3 separate regions of the Zea mays genome follow, and regions 1 and 2 are each linked to region 3. The links are chromatin contacts, called in public Hi-C maps. All regions are on one chromosome and are shown on one strand. Each heading gives the region's core, a stretch centred on a gene start, on an enhancer-like site or on the middle of the called end of the contact. The rest is flanking DNA. Distances are from core to core; before and after follow the strand shown.

Region 1 (2,700 bases), core at 83-2,582, 150 kb before region 3:
TGGGGGTGGCGGAGTGTTGGAACTCACTGATGCGACGAGATGGAATTGAAATTGGAATTCGAATTGGGTGATTTGGGACTTGAATTTCAGAGTTTTTCCGTACAAAAAACTGTCTATACTACACCCGACTATTTTGGGCTCTATGCATCTTCTTTTTCCCGACGCGTCGCCGCAACTGCACGCCGGTGAGACGCTACCGTGTCCATGGCGACCTCCATCTTTCCCTCTCCACGCCGTCTTAGCCATGATCGCCCCCGATCTCAAGCTAGCCCCATCTCCTGCTCCGCCACCCGTTTCAGCGGCGTCACCACCTTGCTACTGTCTCTTCCGACCTCACCGCCTTGGCCTAGTTGCCTCCCAAAATTTTCTTCTAAAACTGCCGGAGATGGAGGAGAAGAGAAGAAGAAAAGGAAAATTCAGTGTGTTCCAATACTGGAGTGAGTTATAGGTTTAGGAATAAGTCTGCGTAACATTGATATTTCGCCTTTAAAATTGATTGTTCAACCCTTCAGCTTTATAAACGAGACAAATAACCATTGGTCTGTTTTCGTTGACAGTTTTAATAATGTGGTACTGATTTAAGTAGCATAAATTTTGTTTTTTTAGTTCTATCATCTTATAGTATCCAAAATTTATATAATTTTACATAAAAACGCTAATTAGATATTATGTTGGCTCTAATTTATCTGAATTTTTAGTAGTAACAGATTATTTACTAGAAATAAAAAACTACATAAAAATTATACGCAGCATCGCTTGGAGGAGTTGGAGAAGGAAAAAAGGCACATATCGGCACATAGAAACTACATGTCCTTGATCTCCTGCCTCGAGAGCCTCGCAGGTCGGATCTGGGAGCTCAAAATTGAATACTTCTGCCGGGGGATCTGTCAGGCCTTCGTCGTTGTTACGTCCCATATCGAAGGCGGAATCGAACTGGAGGCCCTAAGTGAAGGTTACTGCGATGCCTGGAGTGATACAGAGCTTGCCGAAATGGTGAAAGCTGCGGAGCCCTTTGCTCGGAAACTGGGAGTCGCCCTGCTTGATTGCGCTCCCCCACGAGGGGTTAAGGAAAATTTGTGTCTTTGTAATGGTTTAAGGGATATAACTTTTTTTGACATTTCTTCAATTCTATGAACATCCGTGTTGGTTGGCACTGGGCCGAGCCTAGGTTGGCGTTCGCCCCCTTTTCCTGTGTCCGACCCCAAGAATAGTTCTGAAACATGTTTTATTAATAACCATCAAGGAATTACAAACAGGGTGTGGACTCGCTCCTGTCGGCAAACTACCATGGGCTCTCATCGGAGGCATCACGCCTGATGGCCCCTCTGGCTCCTGCCGCGTGTGGCGGCCCATTTCACTGGTGCTGCCAGTGGCACCTGTCCTTTCGGGAGGGCAGGGGTTGCGATGGTCGTGTGTCTTTTGTTCTCCTCGTCGTTGGGGGCACCTCCCTCGCCGCTCATTGGAGAGGTAGAGTCCGAGTCTGAATCCGAGCAGAGTGCATCGAAGATGAGGTCCTCGCTGCCGTCGACCATCCCTACAAACTCTAGATCGTCGGTAGTAGGGAGGTGGTCGTGGGCTACGTGAGCCGCGATCACCCCCTAGCGTGGCACAATGAGGTGGAATCATGCCAGGGCTGCCGCTTGGCTGCCGCTAGAGACGTCATGGCGGGGCAACCTTTTCTCGTCGTACATCGTGGAAAGCTCTATGTAGGACGAGAAGAAAGCCCACAGATCGTCGTATGAGGGGCTGGGTCGATGTGGATTGCAATCTGTCGCCTTATCTTGTCGGCCTCATAGGGTAAGGACGATCCTTGCCTCGTACCCTACCCCTGTGGGGCGGCATCCTTCGTTCTCCCCATTGTTGGGGTCCCTCCCTCACTGCTTGTTGGAGAGACAGGGTCTGAGTCCGAGCAAATTGCATTGAAGACGAGGTCCCCACCACCGTCGACCATCTCTATGAATTCTAGATCATCGGATAGTAGGTAGGTGGTCGTGGGCTAAGAGAGCCGTAATCACCCTCGGGGCGTGGCGCAGGTGAGGTGGAATCACGCCATGGCTGCCGTTAGAGCCGCCGGGGTGGGGCAACCTTTCCTCATCGTACAACGTGGAAAGCTCCGCGTAGGACGAGAAGAAGGCCCATATATCGTCATACGAGGGGTTGGGCCCCATGTGGATTGCAATATGTCGTCTTATATCGTCGTCCTCATAGGGTAAGGACAATCCTTGCCCTGTACCCTGCCCCTGCAGGGCAAGGCTAAGGCCGCCAAATGCTTTCGTAGTGGCGTTAGGGTTTTTGGGCGAAGGAGGCCGAGCGGGCGCCGCCCAGACCATCTCGCCTTCTTCGTTGATGATGAAGTCGAGGCCCCTGAAGCGGACGATCGCTCCGAGAGTGCAAACAATATGGGGCCGCCGCTGGCCCTCGTGGCAATGTCGAGACTCCTAGGCAGAAGGGGTCAGGCTTCTGGGGGCCTGACCATTTCCCCTTCGCCATCGAGGACGAAGTCGAGGTTCCCGAAACGGTCGCCATCTCGAGGGTCTGATCGGCGTTGTGACCGGCCATCTGGTGCCTAGAGAGTTCATCGAGAAAGCGCAAGGCCCCTACCTGGTGCGTCAACTGTCGGTTTAGAACCTGGCTCTGACAAGTAAATTTGTATGTGTGCGTTCTGGGTTCTGGATGATGTGTTCGGTGGGTGCAAGGTTT
Region 2 (2,700 bases), core at 92-2,591, 160 kb after region 3:
GTCACAACCTCGCCCGACCTCAGCCTCGGCCTCAAGAGAAGTCACCGCCTCGCCCGACCTTGGCCTCGGACCGACTACGCCACAGGGGATACATCATTACCCTACCCCTAGCTAGCTGCCTTAGGCTACGAAGGAACAAGACCGGTGTCCCATCTAGATTACTCCGGCAACAGGTAATGATGGTTCCCTGCATGCGTCCATGACGTCGATTGTTCTCAAGCTCCCTACGAAGGCAAAGAAACGTCAGCAAGACCCAGGCCGCACCGCCAGCTGCGCTTCTACAGGGCTCAAGTACTTCTCCGCCGGCCACGTTAGCACATAGCTACACCCACATGTACAGCTGGACCATCTCCTTGTATCTATAAAAGGGATGTCCAGGGCCTTCCCAAAGGAGGCAGGCAGAGAAGGAGAGAAAACGCAGAGAAGGCTAACTCAGACGACTCACCTCAAGGGCGCACCCTCTCTCTCTCGCAACGCTTGTAACCCCTACTACGAGCACCCCGGTGCAAGATAATATAAGCCTCATCCTCCCCTTGTGTTCCATCTTGCATCTACCCATCTGGACAGGGACACGCAACGTCAAATTCACTAATCGGTTGAGGGTCCTCGCGGGTCCAAAACGCCGACAAATAGAGTGCCAGACATTCTAAGGCAATGTTAAAGCTTCAAAGATGTACCTCACTTTGTAGAATATGTTTCCAACTTGTTTCAGCTCTTCAAACACGAGTTTTCTCGTTTCCACCGTTGTTCGCGGGTTTCAGGTGTTTTTTGGGGTTCTGAAGCTATTGAGCGCTAGACATCGTTAAAGAACCATTAAGAAAACTAGGATGTATCATGGTTGAGATAAAAATCTCTAGCGAGTTTTTCTTCCAAACAAAGAGTTCTTTGTGTCTACTATGATCATCAACACAAATGATCATGGGTTTAGGCTATGATTGCAAAGTTAATTAATTGGCCTAGCACATCAAATATGTCTATCTGATCACTCGACTATATTTTAGGGTCTGTTTGGTTCAACTGTAAATTACTAAAAATCCGACTCTGACCATAAGTTCTGAGAAAGTTGAAGCGAGTTGACAATAGTAGTAATTTAGTTAAAACAACTGTTGAATATGATAGCTTAGTAACATGAATGATAAAAATTTGAAGTATTTGAGTAGGAAACGATTCTAAATTAAACTAACTCATTTAGTTGGAATCACAATTTTTTTGCAACGAGTCTGGTTTAAGTGAACCAAAGCCGATTCCAGCTCTCTAATTTCGAACTCGTTACTCACTGCTAAAAGACACGTCAGCCCCACACAGAAGCCGACATGTCCTGCTCCTCTGAATTCTGATCCGTGCGGTGCGGCCGTGCGGGTGTCCGTCTCCTCCATTGCGAAGCCGCGAGCTCCTGCGTCAACCAGATCACACGAACCAAACCAGCGCCTCCTCCCCCGAGTCTCACCGCCAGCGCCCATGGCGACACGCTACTGGATCGTGTCTCTGCCCGTGCAGTCACCTGGCGCCATCGCAAGCTCCCTGTGGTCTCGCCTCCAGGACTCCATCTCCCGCCACTCCTTCGACACTCCGCTCTACCGCGTAAGAGATCCCCTTTTCCGACCCCTCTCCCTCTCACTCTCCCGCCGGAATTTAGTTCTCGCGTCGCCTCACCGTATCCGCCATCTGCGCAGTTCAACGTCCCGGATCTCCGCGTCGGCACCCTCGACTCGCTTCTCGCCCTCAGCGACGACCTCGTCAAGGTTCCCCCCGCCGCCTTTGCTTCCCGCACGATCTCGATCTCCGTTTTCCCACCTCTAACGTCTGCTGCCCCGAGCACTAGCCTCTGATTCGATGCCATCTATACCCTGCCCGCAGTCCAATGTTTTCGTGGAGGGCGTGTCACACAAGATCCGGAGGCAGATCGAGGACCTCGAGCGCGCCGGAGGGGTCGAGAGTGGGACCCTCACCGTCGATGGCGTTCCTGTCGACACCTACCTCACCAGGTCTGCTGCCTAACTGCTATCTGTCCAGCCCAGGCTGCCCAGCTGATCGGACGCCTAAAACCAACCTTTTGTGTTGGCTCCGCGTTCAGGTTCGTGTGGGATGAGGGCAAATACCCCACAATGTCTCCGCTCAAGGAGATTGTTGGCAGCATCCAGTCACAGGTTGCCAAGATTGAGGATGATATGAAGGTTTGATTGCACGTCTTAAGTCTTATTACACAACTCCGCTCCTCTCTGCCTATCCTTTTTTGTGTCCTGTCCCGGCCTGCCCCAGTTTATCGCTGGTATAGCAACATCAACTCATTAGCTAGATGCTAGACTCACGGGTATTTTATTTGCTACTGTTGCAGTCCTGGTTGGAATTGAGGAGCTATGGTTGCTCTTCAGGCTTCACAACTGAAATACATGCAACCATATTCATATATGTATAATAAGAGGCCATGTTTTATACTTAGACGTGTACATTACGAAGGAGCTCAGTACAGTTGCCAAGATATTCTAGGGGATTTTTGCCTTCTTTCATGTCAATTCAACGTTATCACTACATTGTTCTAACCACTGTTTGTTTGACTATTAGATCTACTTCCACTTGTCCTAGCATATAGTTGTCACGTGCTTCTGATACAGATTTGTGGAGCCACTAGGACGCAAAGTGATGAGAAACCATTGATCACAGATTTTGTCAGGACTCGACAAACAAAAAAATCACGTTTCT
Region 3 (2,700 bases), core at 197-2,696:
AAGCAAATGAACTGGAGGAATCTGCACCTCAACCAAAGGCAACTCGGCATGTGTTTCAGGTGCTGCAGTTGAATCTCATCCTTGTTATTCATTTAGGCCTTGTTCATTTATTTCAATTCCATGTGGATTGAGTGGGATTGGGGTGCATTTTGACTTGTTATGGATTTAAAACGACTCAATCCCACCCAATTCACATGGTTTAACATCAAAACGAACAAGCCCTTACATTTTTTTTTTGTTTTAATGGGATTGCTTTCTAACTAAATTTGCATTTTTAATGCAGGCATTGCAGTACCTATTAAAACTATGCAGCCATCCCTTGCTTGTAACTGGGGAGAACCCCCCAAATCATCTTGTGGATCTTCTGAATGAAATAGGTCTGGGATCTGGCAGTGAGCTTCATGAGCTTCACCACTCACCTAAGCTTGTTGCTCTTCAAGAAATACTTCAAGAATGTGGTATAGGGTCAGAAATATCTAGTCCTGATGCTTCTACAGCTGTTGGGCAACACAGAGTTTTGATTTTTGCTCAGCATAAGGTATGAAAACCTATCGAAATTTGAGATGGTTATTTTGTCATTCCAAGGCCTTTCGTTCTGTCATCCTTTCAAGTGGGGAAAAAATCTTGTCTCACGGTCCAACTTTCTTTCCTTCAGGCTTTTCTTGACATCATAGAGAAGGACCTGTTTCAATCTCATATGAGAAGGTGAGTTATATGACATTTTATTTCTTGTGCTGGGTCCATGTGTTGATCTTGCTGTATGGTATGGGCTTCTGCTGCATTCCTTTGGTTGTAGTGATTATTCTTTGAGCAAATCATCTAATTAAGAAAACTTGATGTTTTGCAGTGTCACATATTTGCGGCTGGATGGCTCTGTTGATCCAGAGAAGAGATTTGAAATCGTTAAAGCATTCAATTCAGACCCAACCATTGATGTACTTCTGCTAACAACCCATGGTATGTTTAGGAAGCTGTGGAATTGTTCATTGATATGTTGGGAAAGCTTGGTCTGATTCTTTCTTTTTGCAGTCGGTGGGCTTGGCTTGAACTTGACATCTGCCGACACATTGGTGTTCGTGGAACATGATTGGAACCCAATGAAGGACCTTCAGGTAAGTTTTGTGTTTCTTTGTATTTTTCATGAGGATTTTTCGTTTAGTCATCATAGCCTTGTCTGTCTTGTAGGCTATGGACAGAGCACATCGATTGGGTCAAAGGAAAGTGGTGAATGTTCACCGTCTCATCATGCGTGGCACCCTTGAGGAGAAGGTGATGTCTCTCCAGAGGTTCAAGGTGTCAGTCGCCAATGCTGTCATCAATGCTGAGAACTCGAGCTTGAAGACCATGAACACTGACCAGCTGCTTGATCTGTTCACATCAACCCCTGCTTCAAGAAAAGTAAGGCAGTTCGTTTGTTTGTTCTTTGCTTTCGTGGGAAATGTTTTGTTTTTCTGATCCATTCTCTGGCCCGTGTATCAGGCAAGCGACGAGCAGAGTAAGAGGAAATCTGGTGGCAAAGGCTTGAAGTCCATTCTTAATGGTCTGGATGAGCTTTGGGATCAGTCGCAGTATGCCGATGAGTATGATCTGAACCAGTTCCTGGCGAAGCTGAACGGCTGAGCCACCACCGGCTGGCTCGTGTACAGTGTATAAAGCAATTTGGGGCAGGTTAATTTTGTTGTTGCTGTTGTTTGATAGAGGAAGGAAAAGATTAGATGCTAACAGATATAGGTGGTGGTTGGGGTTACGATCTCAATTTTTTTGGTTTCCATCTTCCTCAATTTTTGTTTTGAGGAGTTGTATATACTCTGCTCACCTATAATCAAAGCTGCAGCTCTTATCAGAATTTCCCTTGATTGGTCATGGTGACTGTTCCATGTACTTTGTTCTGCCGCGGCCGTAGCTATATGGACTGCTGCAGCTGCAATTCATAGAAACAAAATACTTCATAGAAACAAAATATTGTAGAAGCCGCATTTGGATTAAAGACGCGGCAAGTCGCAGCGAACCTGGAAAGGTGAATGCTGATATGCTTGCACACTTTCTAGACCTATCGCTTGTTCAAACCATCTCAACCGATGTTGAATAAGTTTTTCTTCAATTAGTGTTCTAGTTGATGTTTCTTACTCGATCCAATCTTGTGTGCCCACATATCCAACGCAATATATGCATCTCTGCGACAGTTGTTGGATACACTGTCTCTTAGTAGACCAACATTCAACCCCATATAACATAGCAGGCCTAATCGTCGTCCTATAGAACTTGCCTTTCAACTTCTGTGACACTCTCTTGTCACATAGTACTCTCGGTGCTTGACGCCATTTCATCCATCCCTCCTTGGATCCTATAGCTAACATCTTCATCAATATCACAATATCTCTGTAGCATTAATCCCAAATAACGGAAGGTGTCCTTTGGTACTACCAGCCTACCAAACTTACAACTCAATCCTCACTAATTGTAGTACCAGTCATATTTCATATACTCGGTTTTGGTCTTGCTAATTCTAAATCCTTTTGACTCTAGGGTTCGATGATATAACTCTAGCTTTCTATTTACTCTTTCCCGGCTTTTATCTACTAGAACTACATCGTCAGCGAAAAACATGAATCCTTACACCGCTCCATGACCTGTCTCATTAAGAAAATTGCTTCCATGGTTGACCTTCCAGGCATGAATCCAAATTGATTCATGGTGGTA

Evidence for each region. A called contact is a pair of places that touch in the nucleus more often than the background predicts.
Region 1: a Hi-C map of root tip shows a contact between it and region 3, with 2.5 times the contacts expected there. The contact joins two enhancer-like sites. A contact is called at or near these places in 7 of 25 Hi-C or Micro-C datasets (ear, leaf, leaf mesophyll and 2 more).
Region 2: a Hi-C map of leaf shows a contact between it and region 3, with 2.2 times the contacts expected there. The contact joins the promoter of LOC100281241 here to the enhancer-like site in region 3. A contact is called at or near these places in 11 of 25 Hi-C or Micro-C datasets (bundle sheath, ear, endosperm and 3 more) and 1 of 3 datasets of contacts at active chromatin or transcription factors (leaf).

What each region holds. Positions count from the first base shown.
Region 1 is chr6:178,870,768-178,873,467 of Zm-B73-REFERENCE-NAM-5.0, reverse strand. No RefSeq gene overlaps it. Among protein-coding and RNA genes, the nearest start is that of LOC103630796, 6.1 kb to the right of the region's middle. Within about 2 kb of position 1,332, at least 17 of the 20 cell types and tissues checked have an H3K27ac peak or open chromatin away from gene starts, as enhancers often do. A contact at or near this core is called in root tip, where this site is marked.
Region 2 is chr6:178,559,768-178,562,467 of Zm-B73-REFERENCE-NAM-5.0, reverse strand. LOC100281241 reads left to right here and starts at 1,341. Exons shown (of 11, transcript NM_001154160.2): 1 at 1,341-1,581; 2 at 1,674-1,742; 3 at 1,858-1,985; 4 at 2,075-2,174. The coding sequence starts at 1,459.
Region 3 is chr6:178,722,482-178,725,181 of Zm-B73-REFERENCE-NAM-5.0, reverse strand. It overlaps LOC103630794 (TATA-binding protein-associated factor BTAF1), which reads left to right. Exons shown (of 29, transcript XM_008651860.3): 23 at 1-59; 24 at 284-538; 25 at 656-705; 26 at 848-957; 27 at 1,030-1,112; 28 at 1,186-1,398; 29 at 1,480-1,854. The coding sequence ends at 1,620. Among protein-coding and RNA genes, the nearest start is that of LOC103630794, 24 kb to the left of the region's middle. Within about 2 kb of position 1,446, at least 2 of the 20 cell types and tissues checked have an H3K27ac peak or open chromatin away from gene starts, as enhancers often do. A contact at or near this core is called in root tip, where this site is marked.